Regions from separate parts of the Mus musculus genome. Here region 1 is linked to region 2. The links are chromatin contacts, called in public HiChIP or PLAC-seq maps. All regions are on one chromosome and are shown on one strand. The core of a region is the stretch at or near the end of the contact, and the rest is flanking DNA. Distances in the headings are between cores, read along the strand shown.

Evidence for each region. HiChIP or PLAC-seq counts read pairs in DNA pulled down with a chosen protein or histone mark.
Region 1: a contact with region 2 is called in a CTCF HiChIP or PLAC-seq map of the NIH/3T3 cell line, with 10 read pairs. The contact joins two enhancer-like sites. A contact is called at or near these places in 1 of 15 datasets of contacts at CTCF or cohesin (the NIH/3T3 cell line), 1 of 484 Hi-C or Micro-C datasets (embryonic fibroblasts), 1 of 115 datasets of contacts at active chromatin or transcription factors (pancreatic cancer cells) and 3 of 9 other capture datasets (adipose tissue, embryonic stem cells and liver).

The regions. Positions count from the first base shown.
Region 1 is chr3:65,295,066-65,298,830 of GRCm38.p6, forward strand. Kcnab1 (potassium voltage-gated channel, shaker-related subfamily, beta member 1) reads left to right here. Exons shown (of 14, transcript NM_010597.5): 3 at 200-237; 4 at 2,604-2,683. It overlaps A330015K06Rik (RIKEN cDNA A330015K06 gene), which reads right to left. Exons shown (of 5, transcript NR_126080.1): 2 at 3,228-3,461. Among named protein-coding and RNA genes, the nearest start is that of A330015K06Rik, 5.7 kb to the right of the region's middle. Within about 2 kb of position 2,101, at least 43 of the 459 cell types and tissues checked have an H3K27ac peak or open chromatin away from gene starts, as enhancers often do. A contact at or near this core is called in the NIH/3T3 cell line and pancreatic cancer cells, where this site is marked.
Region 2 is chr3:65,136,892-65,140,603 of GRCm38.p6, forward strand. The region is part of intron 1 of Kcnab1 (potassium voltage-gated channel, shaker-related subfamily, beta member 1); the gene reads left to right. The region is part of intron 3 of A330015K06Rik (RIKEN cDNA A330015K06 gene); the gene reads right to left. Among named protein-coding and RNA genes, the nearest start is that of Kcnab1, 30 kb to the left of the region's middle. Within about 2 kb of position 2,065, at least 31 of the 459 cell types and tissues checked have an H3K27ac peak or open chromatin away from gene starts, as enhancers often do. A contact at or near this core is called in the NIH/3T3 cell line and pancreatic cancer cells, where this site is marked.

The sequences.
Region 1 (3,765 bases), core at 851-3,350, 160 kb after region 2:
CTTCTCCCAAAGGTTCATAGACCCTTTCTGGAATATTTAGGAAGTGGACAGGGGACGGTGGGAGGCTAGACAACAGGCTGCATGTGCCCTCATCTAAGTACATTTACGAACTATCTGCTTGATACAAAAGTCTGCTCTTATTATGTACAATCTTAGAAAAATGGCTACAAATAATGCACAAATATTTGTTCTCTTCCAGGAACATGGGTGACATTTGGAGGTCAAATCTCAGATGAGGTAAGCTGATTTTAGCTTCTACAGTTCTAATGAAGACAATGTGCAGTAGGGATTGTCTTTCCTTCCTAACATTTTTTTTCTTCTTGGGTGTGTGTGTGTGTGTGTGTGTGTGTGTGTGTGTGTATAACTGTGCTGCCCAGTCATTAGGTAAGGCTAGCTTAGCAGATCTTGGGTGACTCCAGCCAAGCAGAGTTTTAGGGGGCTGGCAGCAAAAAGTCTTTCAACAGCCACACTCCCAGTAGCTAAGAAGGAAGAAGTCCTTTCTCCCCACAGGAGGACCCAGGTGCACATCAAGAGACCGTATGACTGGCATCAGGTAGGGATGTATGGGGGTAACACAAAGGCACAGTCACAGGGAGTACAGCAAAGGCCACAGACACTGTTAGGCTGGAAGTAAGCAGCAACATAGGAAGGAAGGAAGTTCACAGCCAGAGTCTCCAGCCTGCATGCAACCTGCCAGTGCCTAGTGCACTGCGTAGAAGGAAAAAGGCAATGGTGGCTAGCCTTGTGGGCAAATCTAGTCTCCACCCCTACTCACCACAAGTCTCTGATCTCCCCTTCATACTGTCTGTCCTCTGCTGTAGGGATCTCATGTCTGGACATGCAGGACTGACCTCTGTGATGAGCCATTTCAAAATTCCAGCTCTCAAAATTGCACAATAAAGTTGTCATGAACATTTGCAGAGACACTAACACAGACGTACATCCAACAGCTAGAGTCCTTCTGGAGAGCAGCTGTGGGAAGGGTCCTGCAGAGCTGTCCACAAGGAGGAACAAGGACGACTAGCCAAACCCAATCACACTCACAACTGAATGGCTCAATCTCACCTCTTTTCTGGGGGCTAAAACTGTAAGCCAATAACAATGAGTTTACTTCCCTGATCTTTCAGCTTTCTCTTGGTCTTCCAGGAGTTCTCAGCTCCAAGCAGGTAAAAATGGCCATAATGTTCTTCGTGCTGGAGAACTGCAAGCTCCAGGAAGTAAAGACAGGCAGGAGCCTAGTGACTTAGCTTTCTACCACTAGGCCACACCTCCTAAGGAGTCTTCCATCTCCAAAAGATGCTATAGATCAGGGACCAAATGCAGGGGACTTGAAAGACATTTCAGATTAAAACTATATCAAGGCCTAAATCCAGTCTTTAGACTTCAATGTTTTTCCCATTATTCCACATAAGGTCTTCAGACCCTGTGACTGGGAAGGGTGTCTATTCTCAGGTACTCCATTTCAAAACTTCTCTGTAGCTAAGATGTAATTGTTACATTTCCTAATAAATAACCCACCAATATGCTGTAAGACATACCACAATAATTTTTTGCCGTCATCTAAAACAGGACAGTCAGAATGAGGAAACCTATATTTGCTTTACTTTTCAACTTTGCTTTAAAATAATGTCTTAATCTTATCAAATTAAAAATCAGTAACTGCTTCCTTGTGGGTAATGCTAGTGGATATGCACACTAGCCTACCCATGGTCTTGAGAGGCTAATTTTTAAAACACCAGAAACAGTCTATATTAGAAACGCTGGTGAAGCAACTTTAGTCCACCACCAAAGAACATAATGGAAAATCAATTGTTATTATGTGAGAAGTGGAAAAAAAATGTTCAAACATCTAGCAAATTAATCAGCAAAGTGGAGAAAGATTCCTCCACTGCCGTTTTCCAGCATCCTCCTACAGCTCCACCTTAGGCTGATTGTTGCAGGTAGCCCTCTCCTCTCCTGGCACGCTCTTACTTGCCCTGAGCAGCAAGGAGGATGGAACACGGAGCCCTGACCCATTCCGGCCTGAGTCCAGAGGAGCTTGCTCCCTCCCCTGTGTTGACTCAGCAGCAGCACCAAGATGATGCTTATTGTTCCACTGAACTGTGGGTGGCAGGAGCTTTAACAACAGTCATGATTGTCTGGCCTGTGATTCATCAGCACAGTTGGCCAGGCCTTGAGCAAAGTCACAAGCTTTTAGGTCAGGAGTCATCCAACTGCCAGAAGCTATTGACTTGCAGAAAGGGCTTGAGGGTTGGAGTCAGCTTTGATACAGATGACCCTCTTTGTCAGCAAGATTAGATGTCACGGAGGGTGTTCTCATACAAGGTCTTCCCAGCAGGGTGGAAAACACAGATCTGAACCCCTCAGTGCTCCGTGGGCAACAAAACACACCCCTCCAAGAGTGAGATTACAGCCTACCCAGTGTCTGAGGGTAGGAGAATCACCTGCCTTATACTTCTCTTTCTCTTGTCACTCACTACAGCTGAGAAAAACACAAGTGGTTCATAGGATCTCAGAGTGAACGGTGGATAAAGGATTTAACATTGCTTCCCAGCTAGGAAGAATGCCTGGCATTTCTGACTGACCCTTGCATCCTCTTGCAGGTTGCTGAACGGCTGATGACAATTGCCTACGAAAGTGGAGTTAATCTCTTCGACACAGCTGAGGTCTATGCTGCTGGGAAGTAAGTCAGAACAAGTTTTTAGCTCTCACATGGCATCATTGGTGGAAGCAAGAGGGTGTGCTCAAACATTGCTGTGGCATTGGCAAGGAGGGACTGCTCTTCTTGTACATATATCAGCAGGCATGTTCTTCCTCCGCCCTACACTGATATTCATGAAAGTTGTGATTTCTTAATGATGCCAAGAAATTAACAACTTTTCTAAGAGGGCACTTCAGAGCCTATTCTGAAGACTGTAAGCGACAGAGAGACCTTGCTGAAGGTAACGAGTAACTTTAGAGATTTCCTTTGGGCCTGAGCATCGACTTGGCAGTCTGAACATGGCTTGTTATGTTAGAACACATAATTGATGTTCTATTAGGCCGGATCAGCAAGCACATGTCACATAACATAACTAGTGTATTTTAGAATCGATATGGAGCCCTGGTCTCCTGGAATGAACGTGGGTGTCCAGCTTCCACCAGCAAAGGCAGAAGACATGGAATATGAACACACCAAGCTAGCTGCCCGCCTCCCCCAGGCCAGTTACAGTAGAGCTGAGGCTTACCCAGTCAATAGTAATTGCTCCAAATATTCTTGGAGCTTCTTCTTACTTTGGTTATTCCTTTTCAAAGACCTGCCTATTTTTAAGGACCATCAGAGGACTTGAGCATCCACATCTATGTTGTTTGTAATGAATCCAAGAAAGGAAAGTCGAAGTTGTTCGGCCTTGCTCCTTTCTGCATGCCCTCTTCTCAGGAGATTTTCTCAGTCCAAGGTATCTTGCTCAATACCGAATTGGCTAAAGCAGAGGAGAGGAACATAGTGATTGCAACTCCTACTGTAAGGGACAACCATTTGAATCGTTATTCATTGATGGCCACTATGTAACTAAGATAGGCTCCCAATATTTAAGGTCACACGTAACAACAGACAAACAAGGAGTAATGAAGACGATTCCAGTACTACCCCATGTCTGTTCATTTGGAGCATGTGCCATAGCTAGCATGCATCATGATTCCTTGGAGGCTGTGCACGCAAATAAAACAACTTTGGTTTACATCAAATACTAGCTAACAATGGCGTCCATATCTGGCTCACTGATG
Region 2 (3,712 bases), core at 815-3,314:
AGCCTCTCTTCTCATCCTACTGTGAGATCCTAAGAAACCCTTAGCTTTCTCCTTTGGGAGCCTGAAGGTAAGGTCCGAAGAAGTGAGCACCCAGAGCACAGATCAGGGAGACGGAGAGAGGAGATGCAGAGGGAAGTGCAGGACAGTCTGCACGGAGCACCTCTCAGGGTCAAGTTTTGATGGTTACATGTGCTAAGACGAGAAACAGCTGGAACAAAGCCCAGAGCATAGCTCGCCTCAGCACAGGTCAGCTGTTGACATGATTATTTTTACCACTCTCCAAGCACTGGGTATGGTTTCAGCTGCAGGAAGATATTAATATTTCTAGACTCTTGACTGAAAAGAACCCATTTTGCTCTGGAACCTAGAATAATTATTCCTCTCAGAGTTTGCAAAAGGTAGGTCAGATGTTAGAAGTTAATTCTTTTTTTTTTTTTTTTTTTTTTTTTTTTTTTTTTTCCATTTTTTATTAGGTATTTCGCTCATTTACATCTGCAATGCTATACCAAAAGTCCCCCATAGCCACCCACCCCCTCTCCCCTACCCACCCACTCCCCTTTTATGGCCCTGGCGTTCCCCTGTACTGGGGCATATAAAGTTTGCGTGTCCAATGGGCCTCTCTTTCCAGTGATGGCCGACTAGGCCATCTTTTGATGCATATGCAGCTAGAGTCAAGAGCTCCGGGATACTGGTTAGTTCATAATGTTGTTCCACCTATAGGGTTGCAGATCCCTTTAGCTTCTTTGGTACTTTCTCTAGCTCCTTCATTGGGGGCCATGTGATCCATCCAATAGCCGACTGTGAGCATCCACTTCTATGTTTGCTAGGCCCAGGCATACTCTGACAAGAGACAGCTATATCAGGGTCCTTTCAGCATAATCTTGCTAGTGTATGCAATGGTGTCAGCATTTGGAAGCTGATTATGGGATGGATCCCCGGATATGGTAGTGTCTACATGGTCCATCCTTTTATCTCAACTCCAAACTTTGTCTCTGTAACTCCTTCCAAGGGTGTTTTGCTCCCACTTCTAAGGAGGGGCATAGTGTTCACACTTCAGTCTTCATTTTTCTTGAGTTTCATGTGTTTAGGAAATTGTATCTTATATCTTGGGTATCTTAGGTTTTGGGCTAATATCCACTTATCAGTGAGTACATATTGTGTGAGTTCCTTTGTGAATGTGTTACCTCACTCAGGATGATGCCCTCCAGGTCCATCCATTTGGCCAGGAATTTCATAAATTCATTCTTTTTAATAGCTGAGTAGTACTCCATTGTGTAGATGTACCACATCTTCTGTATCCATTCCTCTGTTGAGGGGCATCTGGGTTCCTTCCAGCTTCTGGCTATTATAAATAAGGCTGCTATGAACATAGTGGAGCATGTGTCCTTCCATAGGATTGTAAAAGGAACATTTATATGTACATTTTAACATTGCATCTGCTGACAAGATAATTAAGAGTGTGACAGGGTTTCCATTGTGGCTTGCTATTTTCAAGCATTTATAACTTGGTTATGAAATGTTGCTCCAAGGCGAAACTTGGCTACTATGCCTCAGCCTTTAGATTAAAATAAATTTTACATGGAAAAACATCCTTTTAATTGCCTTTCACTTGAGTAATGGATTGCTGTGTGTGCACTGTGGGTGTTAAGAGTGTGTGTATCCATTAGTATGTGTGGCTACAGTTCTCTGTTCTGTTTTCTTTCTTTACCATCACAATGCCATTAACCTTGCCACTTTTAAAGGAAATGACTCAAAAAGATGAGTCACTTGCAGGCTCACCTAAGGGGAGAGGAAGAAAGAGAAAAAGAAAGACAGAGAAGCAACAGCCACAAGACAGGTGACTTGCCCAGCCACATACACACACACACACACACACACACACACACGACATTTTAGTATTTACTAGCCTCTCATTTTTCACAAAGCCACTTCCCATCAGAGCTGATATCTTCAACCACCAACTGCACCAAGGGCCTTCTGGGATTCTCTGGGAGTCATGATGGATCTAGTAATAGACAGCAGCACAAAAACAAGAAATTCTAGAATCCCATTAAAACCACATGCAAATTCCTTCCGATTGCACAACTAATGTTTCACATAGGGAATTAAATATTTAAGATACCTAAGACATTGGTTGCCCTGGTTATTTACAAAGCTAATCTGTATCCGAAGAATGAAAAGGCTACTGGGAGAGCAGTTACAGAGAGCAGAAAAAGAAGGAAGACAAGGAAACTCAAGGCTGTGCTCAGTGTTTTCTGGAAGAATCTGGTCCCCTGAGAGATGGTGAGCTGAAAGAGAGAGCAGAAGCCGTTCCCCTTGCAGATACACCCACAGGTAGTGGTTTTGTAACACAGCTGAAAATAGTCAGCATTTATTTTATGTTGCAGGTTCTTCCAGGCATTGATTGTATCACTCATTGATTAGTTCACTGATCTATTGCACAGGCCCTGAAAAAAAAAAATCAGTGCATTCAAGGCAAGTCCCAGGTAGCACTATATCCCCAGCCTTGCATATACTTTCAGAATCAAGGATCTTGAGAACTTGGGTCTGAAATGGACTGGATGATTGACAAGACACCCAGTCCGAATAGTGCACACTCTGATATCCACAGGGCCCAGGCAGATAATGTGAATGTCTGTCATGGACCAGATGACCTATAGACAAAAGTTTCAACTGCCAGCCTGAAGCAAGCAGCTCTTCCAGCATTGTCACTTTGTTGAAATGTGGACCCCAAGCTGTCAGAGCTTCCAATTTTTCAAGAAAAATCTAGGAATCTACAAGAATGTTAATCAACTCTATATGGCATTTTTATATCGTTTTTATTTAATATAACCCCAGAGCCTAAAAATAGTGTGTCACACAGTAAGCACACAAAGGCATCTGCTGCATTTTATGTGAATACTCTTAGATTTTAATATACCTTTGCTTTGTTGTAGTTTAGATAAAAATGCAAAGGAGAACCCCCATCTGTGTAACCTAAACAAAACACAACTCAGGTCTACAGTCTGTCTGCTACTTTGTTGCCTTAGGAATACTTTACAGAAAAAAAAAACCCTAAGATATTAATGACTCATTCATGGGCCATACAGATGGTTAATGGTGGAGCCAGTAAATCAGGTAAATAACATCTATCTTCAGATTTCCTATTTATAGCATTGTCTTTCTTCACACTTCTCCTGAGAGTCCTCTGTAGACTCCAGGTGTAGGCACTGGGACCCAGCTCCAGGGACATGCAAAGCCTTGGCTTAATAACTGATGGTAATTAAGTCTATCCTTAGTTGAAGCTATTTGTGCTCCCTGATCTGACCTGTGAACCCCTTGAGGACAAGTTTTTCCTCAAACACAAGGTAAAGGTTTACATATTTCTCACTTCTCAGAATTTAACAGCATCTTGGGAAAATGAATGGATACATGAATGGTAGAAGCATTTGTTATGCACTTGGTGTGTTAGGAAAGGTTTGAAACTGTGCTCTCCCACCCTCCAGCATATTAGATATGGGAATACCTTCTTTGGAAGTGATAAAATGCTTTATTTAGTGCACAGTTTTGGAGGCCATCATTCCAAGATCCAGCAGCTCCATCTGTCCTGTCTTTGGTGAGATCCCTTTGGCTGAGCCAGCACTAGACAGGGAAATGGCTGAGTGAAGATAAGACAATCGTGTGGAGTTCACACAAAGCACTCCAGGAGCTGGAGAGATGGCTCAGCTGCTAA